Regions from separate parts of the Anas platyrhynchos genome. Here region 1 is linked to region 2. The links are chromatin contacts, called in public Hi-C maps. All regions are on one chromosome and are shown on one strand. The core of a region is the stretch at or near the end of the contact, and the rest is flanking DNA. Distances in the headings are between cores, read along the strand shown. Region 1 overlaps KALRN (kalirin RhoGEF kinase). Region 2 overlaps KALRN (kalirin RhoGEF kinase).

Region 1 (2,989 bases), core at 32-2,531, 41 kb after region 2:
ATTTGTAGGAAAGAACAGATTTTGCAAGATCAAGAGATCATTATAGGAGATTTTAACTTCCCTCAAAGCACAAACAGAGCTCATTTCTGCTAATTAGATTGTAAAATCAAAATATCTTCTTTATTAGTGATGTACCAAAGGAGCTTCTGGATTTTTCAGTGTCAAGCTTCTATCCTGCTATTTTCTTTTTTATCAGGCAAGGCCACAGGGGGTCTTCCTCTGCGTACCAATTGCACTATGAACATTTGCTTTTCTACCCTTCCATCCACCAGTAGAAGGTTTAGGGACAAAGCTAATAACAGGATAAATCCACAAGTACGTGCCAATTGCTTTGTGTAGCTCCTACAACAGAAAGCTTCTACAAACCCATTTTTGCCATCTGGTTTGAGGAAGTGTGGGATTGCCTTGCCTGCTGAGCAGAGCAGTCGAGGTAATTGGATAAATACGCGTCAAAAATCTTTCCAGTGGATGTTTTTCTAGTGGTGAATGTCACCTACCATGTTACAACCATCATTTGTTTCTCTTTGGAGGAAGTGACAGGACTCCTTTTGGAGTCCACTGTTGATATTTCTGTTTCTGCTGCAGTGAGTCTATAGTTGGTTTGACAGATCAGAGGATACAAACTTCCTTCCATAACACTTCCACAACTGGACCTGCGTTCAGACTCCATAAGCAAAGCACATTAGAATTTTCTGAATTCCATCTGCAGTGCTGATTTTGTAGATATGGACAGCTGTCCATCAAGAGGAGCAATCATCTGCCAGAGACTGATTGCTGTTGAGCTGGATCAGCTTTGGAGCAGCAAAATAAAAGTACAAAGAATGGAAGGTTCAAAGCAAAAAATGGGGAATTAAAAACCACAGGGGTTAATTGCCTTTCCTCCTGTCACAAGGGAAGTCTGTCCTGAAGTAGGAGTCCTGATCTGATGTGCAAAATAGATATCTCAGTGCTTTCCATCTTTCTGTATCGATTCATCCTGCCCTGTGCTGCCAAATCTGCATATTTTTTATTTTTTTTTCAGGCAGCTAAATATGTTGCCTCCACAGCACTTAGAAATGAACCTGATCTTTTTGATGGGTGTGTAAAAACAATAACAACTCCTTGCCCCATTGCTATAGCTAGGGATGAGGAAGACCTGCGCATTTCCTTCATGCTAAGTGTGCCCTATAACATAGTTTAGCGCTCTACAGCACTTACTATCCAGCTTGCACTGGATCATCCAACACGGCTGTGACCTTTCAGAGTAAGAGGGCAGAACATTAGCTGAGTGATGGCGTAGTTCCTGCTTTGTTTCCTAACTCTGGCAGCAATCACCTTGCAGTCCGTCCGCGCCTAACTGTAAGGAAACAGCTCTGAAGCCTGCCGTTATTGGAACTGGAACATGGTGTGCTGTACTATTTGTAGTTTCCTGCTGCCGACATTGGATATGCAGTTACTATTCCTCTTGCTTCCTCCATGAACATTAGAATGGATCCAAAAATAATTGAAGGCAGTATGTTCTGATAGAATATTTTTGCATTTGCACAAATTTCCTCTTTATTTCTGTTGCCAATTTTGATATAGAGCATTTTGAAGCTGTTTCAGCTTCTCCAACTTGGCACCACTGGGAGGCACAGGAATGCTCCCCTGATCAGTATGGCAAGATAAAGTGTTTTGGCATCTGAATACAGACCTAAAACTCATTTTTAGGTACAAATATAGGATATTATAACCAAGAAGTTCTGCTTTAACTAATGAAGGCAAGGAGACCCAAATGCTCTAAAGGGCAAGGAAGCCTACACATATAGAAAGAGAAGAAAGCAGGTTTTTTTTGTTTTGTTTTTTTTAATTGCTTTGATCCTCAAGAAGGTTAGGTGCTAAAAGCCTAGGTGTCAGGAAATAATGCAATTATACTGTGCATGAGGTTAACAGACCTATTCTGCAGCATCTTTCAGAGGTATCTATGTGATTATTCCTAAACGAACATCTTCCTTGCCTGGATGAAATGCTTTAAATGGCCCATACTTGGCAAAGTTTAGGTTCTTAAAAGTATATCTTAAATTAGACTTCATAACTATTTATAGGGACACACGATGGTGGGTATGCAGTCAAGAGGTTGCCTCCTCAGGAACTGGTGGTGGCTGAAGAGGTGAAGCCAGGAGCACAGTCGGTGGTTGATTTCCAGTATCAGTGTCACTATAGACTAAGATGCTCTGGCTTTTCTTCTTGCATACCATATGCATTATGGAAAAAAAAAAAAAAAGAAATGTTTTCTTGAGCCTTCATGTATTGCCAAAATCTTCAATGTCTTACTTCTAACACAGGCACTGAAAAGGTGTTGCAAGCAAAACAGTCTCAAGTTGAGAATTTTTGCTTAGTTCATTGCTAATCAACACACATGTCTGATCTTGGTAATGGTGATGAAAAGCAAAAATAGGACACAATGAAACAGTCTCAATTTCCCCTATTTTTGTCATGGTTTATAGTCAGTCCATCAAAATACTTCTGGCGGGGAGACAGGCAGTGGAGGAAGTCAGGGATAATGTTTGCATGAGTTTTTTTCTGCCAATGTTACAGCTACTCTCCAATTCTTAACATTTTCCTGATGCTGTGTTCCTTAGTGTCCCTGTCCCAGTGTGGGTCACCTCTGGTCCCTCAGCAGTGTCTCTGCCATGGAGCCCCTCCACCCCACCCCACCCCACCCCACCACTGAGAATGTCTTCAGTCCTCAGCTACTTCCTTTTTCTTCCCCAAATGCTGTATCTGGGTGCCCCTCTGGCTGACGGGCATTTTGGTGTGATGGTTGGGTTCTGGCATGTGGTGGTTTTCCCCACTGGGGTGGCTCATGGCCTCCTCCTGCTGTCCCACTGTGCAGACCCTTGTTGGTGCCTGTTGTTCGGCAGCATAGGCAAGCACCATCGTTAGAAACCCCCGCTCCTCACCAAATTAGCTTTCACAATCCTTGTGATTTGGACTGAGCTGGATTTAAATCTTTTCAGCAGCAAACCTC
Region 2 (3,009 bases), core at 340-2,839:
CTTTGTCCTGTGGTGAGCTAGGATTCTGTTTATCCAAGCTCTTGTGCCAGTCCTGCTCTTACAGCAGAGCCTCCCAGGGCTCTTCCTACCAAACTGCAGTGATTGGGACCCCTGCAGAAGTCACGGCTCCACGGAGTGCAGGTGTCCTGTGCACTGTAACAGAGAACACAGTGTGTGTGAGTGCTGGAGATGCACGTGTCTTTGCATAGCTTTTCCTTCTTTTTGGCCAGATAATATAATTCAGAGGAAGCACGTGATTTCCCTTTGTCAGAAGTGATATTTCTCTTAAAGGGATTATATGTTCCACTAAAAAGTGAATATCGATCTGCTTTTTTTTACAACTTATTGGCAAGGTGCAGTTCTGTGCTAGCTTTTTGGACTGTATTTTTGATATGATTTTTTTCCTAGATAACAATGCCAACATGTATCTGACAACACACAGTTCCTGAAAAAATCCAGTGATAATACATGAAGGAAGGACTAAACATTGCATGAGGAACTAGATTTCTGTTACAAGCTTATTAAACTTTATTCACAGCAGAGAAACAAATGAGGTGCAGTAGAATAGGTTGTATTCACCCCTATGTTTGTGATTGTATAATTCAGGGTAGAACCACTCCTTTGTGGCTCTTTTGAAAATTGCTGTAAAGCATTAAGTGCCAGACACTGGCAGTTTAAAAGGAGTGGATTTTAAGACAGGAAAGCTGCAGGAGAAAAAAAAAACTCCAAATGCTGACAACACTCTCTAAATAGAAAACACAGGCACAAACTTCTAATCAGAACTTCAGTCTCTAATGAGTTGCCAGATAGATTAGTATGTCTGACTGCATAAATGTGGCAGGGGTGCGCTGCATCCAACTGGTAGGACTTTATAAACTGCCTGGTAATGAAGGATGCAGTTCATTGAGTAACAGAAATATTTTCACTTTCTTGCTGTTGACCAGTCATACTGGATTTTATGGGATTACGTGAAAGCCAGAAGAAAAGCTAGTAGCAAATTTCCTTGTGGTTGGTGTGTTGATTTTTTCTTCCTTTTTCTTCCTTGGCGCTCTAACAAATGCAAGCACGTCTTCCTCAATTAAGCAAGCCTGAAAGCTACAAAGAGTGCGCAGGCTCTTGAATGTGCCTTAATTTATGTTTATCAATTCAGTGCACATAGTTTTTTTGACGTGTGCTTCCTGCCTGATTTTCTAACAATCCTCTATTTTCCGCAGGTGGCCGTGATAAACGAGGTGGTCCTGTCTTGACCTTCCCAGCCCGCAGCAATCATGACAGAATAAGGCAGGAAGACCTTCGGAAACTTGTGACTTATTTGGCCAGCGTGCCAAGGTAAAGCTAGAAAGAAAACACTTCAAAGCTCAGTGTGGATGGATGGGTGGGGAACTTGTTCTTGGCAGTTGCTGATTTCCAAGTATTAACCTTTAGTACCTTCAGTTCTTGGGACAGAGAAACAAAAGTGTTCCCTTCCTCCTCCTGCGTATGTTCTGATGGTTTTTATCATACAAGCAGCAATGCAGAAGTCCCCAAGAGCAGAGGCAGTGTTCGCAAACCTGAGCCTCAGGCTTGCAAACCCAGCTCGTGACAGCAGCAAGGAGCTGCTCTCATTTCCGATGTTTCTGTGCAGCTCTCCTAGAGGCGTGGAAAAGGAGAGTAGCTGGAGGTGCTGGCACTTCCCTGAGCTTTATCCAGGCTCAGGAAGGAAAGTGGGTGGACGAAAGGGGCTGTTTGCAAAGAGAGGCGCTTTAAATGGCTCTACATGCAAGCCAGCTCTGTTAGAAGGTGTCTTTCCAAGCATTAGTCCTCATGTCCCTCCTTCAATGTGCAGGTCCCCATTCCTTTCCCGGGGATGCTGGAAGATGGATCTATTGCCAGTGCATATGTATCTCTATTGCCAATGCATATTTATCTTAGCAAGATTCAGGAGACGGTTTGTCGGGCTTAGTGCCCAGGTAGGTATTTCTAGGCCAGTGTTTAATGCCTCAGAGAGTACTAGGCTATGCACACCCTCATCCAGCTTCCTTTCCTGTTTTCAAGCCTGTCCACTGTCCTTACCTGATAACCACCATACCGGGCGTTGAGGTGTGGATACCCCTGGGTGAGTGAGGGGCTGAGAGGGGTTGCTCAGGGTTTCAGTGATGGACCCTGTGCCACCCCCAGGAATTCCTTATTTTTTAAAACCAGGGATAAAACCCTTTCAACAGTGCTTATATTATTGTAAAGTGAAAAGTTAACATCTCAAAATGGAGGGCTGGTTGTAGCTGGATATAAGAAGGTAAGTGTCTCAGGAGTACTCTCAGTTCCTTAAACGTATGATGTACAGAAATCAAAGTTCCCGCTTTTGCTACGGAAAGAAAGTGAAGGCTGTTGGGAGATTGCAGAGTTAAGGGAAAAAGAAACCACATGTACCAGATCTGCCAGTGTTCATTTCATATTGACAGGATTTCACACGGTCTCAGGTGATGCATTTTTTTGCTGCACTAGACTTTTGCTCATCAAGCTTTTATTTATAAGTTGAATTGGTTTGCTTTTCCTTTTGCTCTTTTTCCCTCTCTTTTCCTCTAGCCAATTCTATTTTCAACAACATCGTGAGGGAGATTATGGACATGCTTTGGAGTTGGGAGAGCAGTAGGTCACTCCCTGGGAGTTCGTGTCCCAGGGCTTGGCAATTCCCCTCCAGCTGCTCCAGTAATGAAACTGCTCCTTTGTATTTTATTATCCTTTGCATGGTTGCAAGTACAAAGATATGACATTGCCTCTTTTCCCTCGGAGATAGGGGTTGCAAGCAATTGCACAGTTAAAATGACCTTCTAATATGTCAAACTTTTCTATTAATTCCTCTTCTTGCATGGCTGTAATAACAAGATCCACTCATTGTGTTCTCCACTCTCACACAACTGAAAAGATTAGCTTAGTCTTTGATGCTGCTTTTGGTTGCCTCACTGTGAATCAGTCCAGCAATGATTTTTCTCTAGTGATGGTGAAGTTGGGGAGCAGAGGTACATGCTGAAG

The links. Hi-C and Micro-C count contacts between places; a contact is called where the count stands out from the background.
Region 1: a contact with region 2 is called in a Hi-C map of subcutaneous adipose tissue, with 1.6 times the contacts expected there. The contact joins two enhancer-like sites. A contact is called at or near these places in 2 of 8 Hi-C or Micro-C datasets (skeletal muscle and subcutaneous adipose tissue).

What each region holds. Positions count from the first base shown.
Region 1 is chr7:16,147,035-16,150,023 of IASCAAS_PekinDuck_T2T, forward strand. The region is part of intron 8 of KALRN (kalirin RhoGEF kinase); the gene reads left to right. Among named protein-coding and RNA genes, the nearest start is that of KALRN, 210 kb to the left of the region's middle. Within about 2 kb of position 1,282, at least 1 of the 8 cell types and tissues checked has an H3K27ac peak or open chromatin away from gene starts, as enhancers often do. A contact at or near this core is called in subcutaneous adipose tissue, where this site is marked.
Region 2 is chr7:16,105,357-16,108,365 of IASCAAS_PekinDuck_T2T, forward strand. KALRN (kalirin RhoGEF kinase) reads left to right here. Exons shown (of 64, transcript XM_072040795.1): 6 at 1,215-1,329. Among named protein-coding and RNA genes, the nearest start is that of KALRN, 170 kb to the left of the region's middle. Within about 2 kb of position 1,590, at least 1 of the 8 cell types and tissues checked has an H3K27ac peak or open chromatin away from gene starts, as enhancers often do. A contact at or near this core is called in subcutaneous adipose tissue, where this site is marked.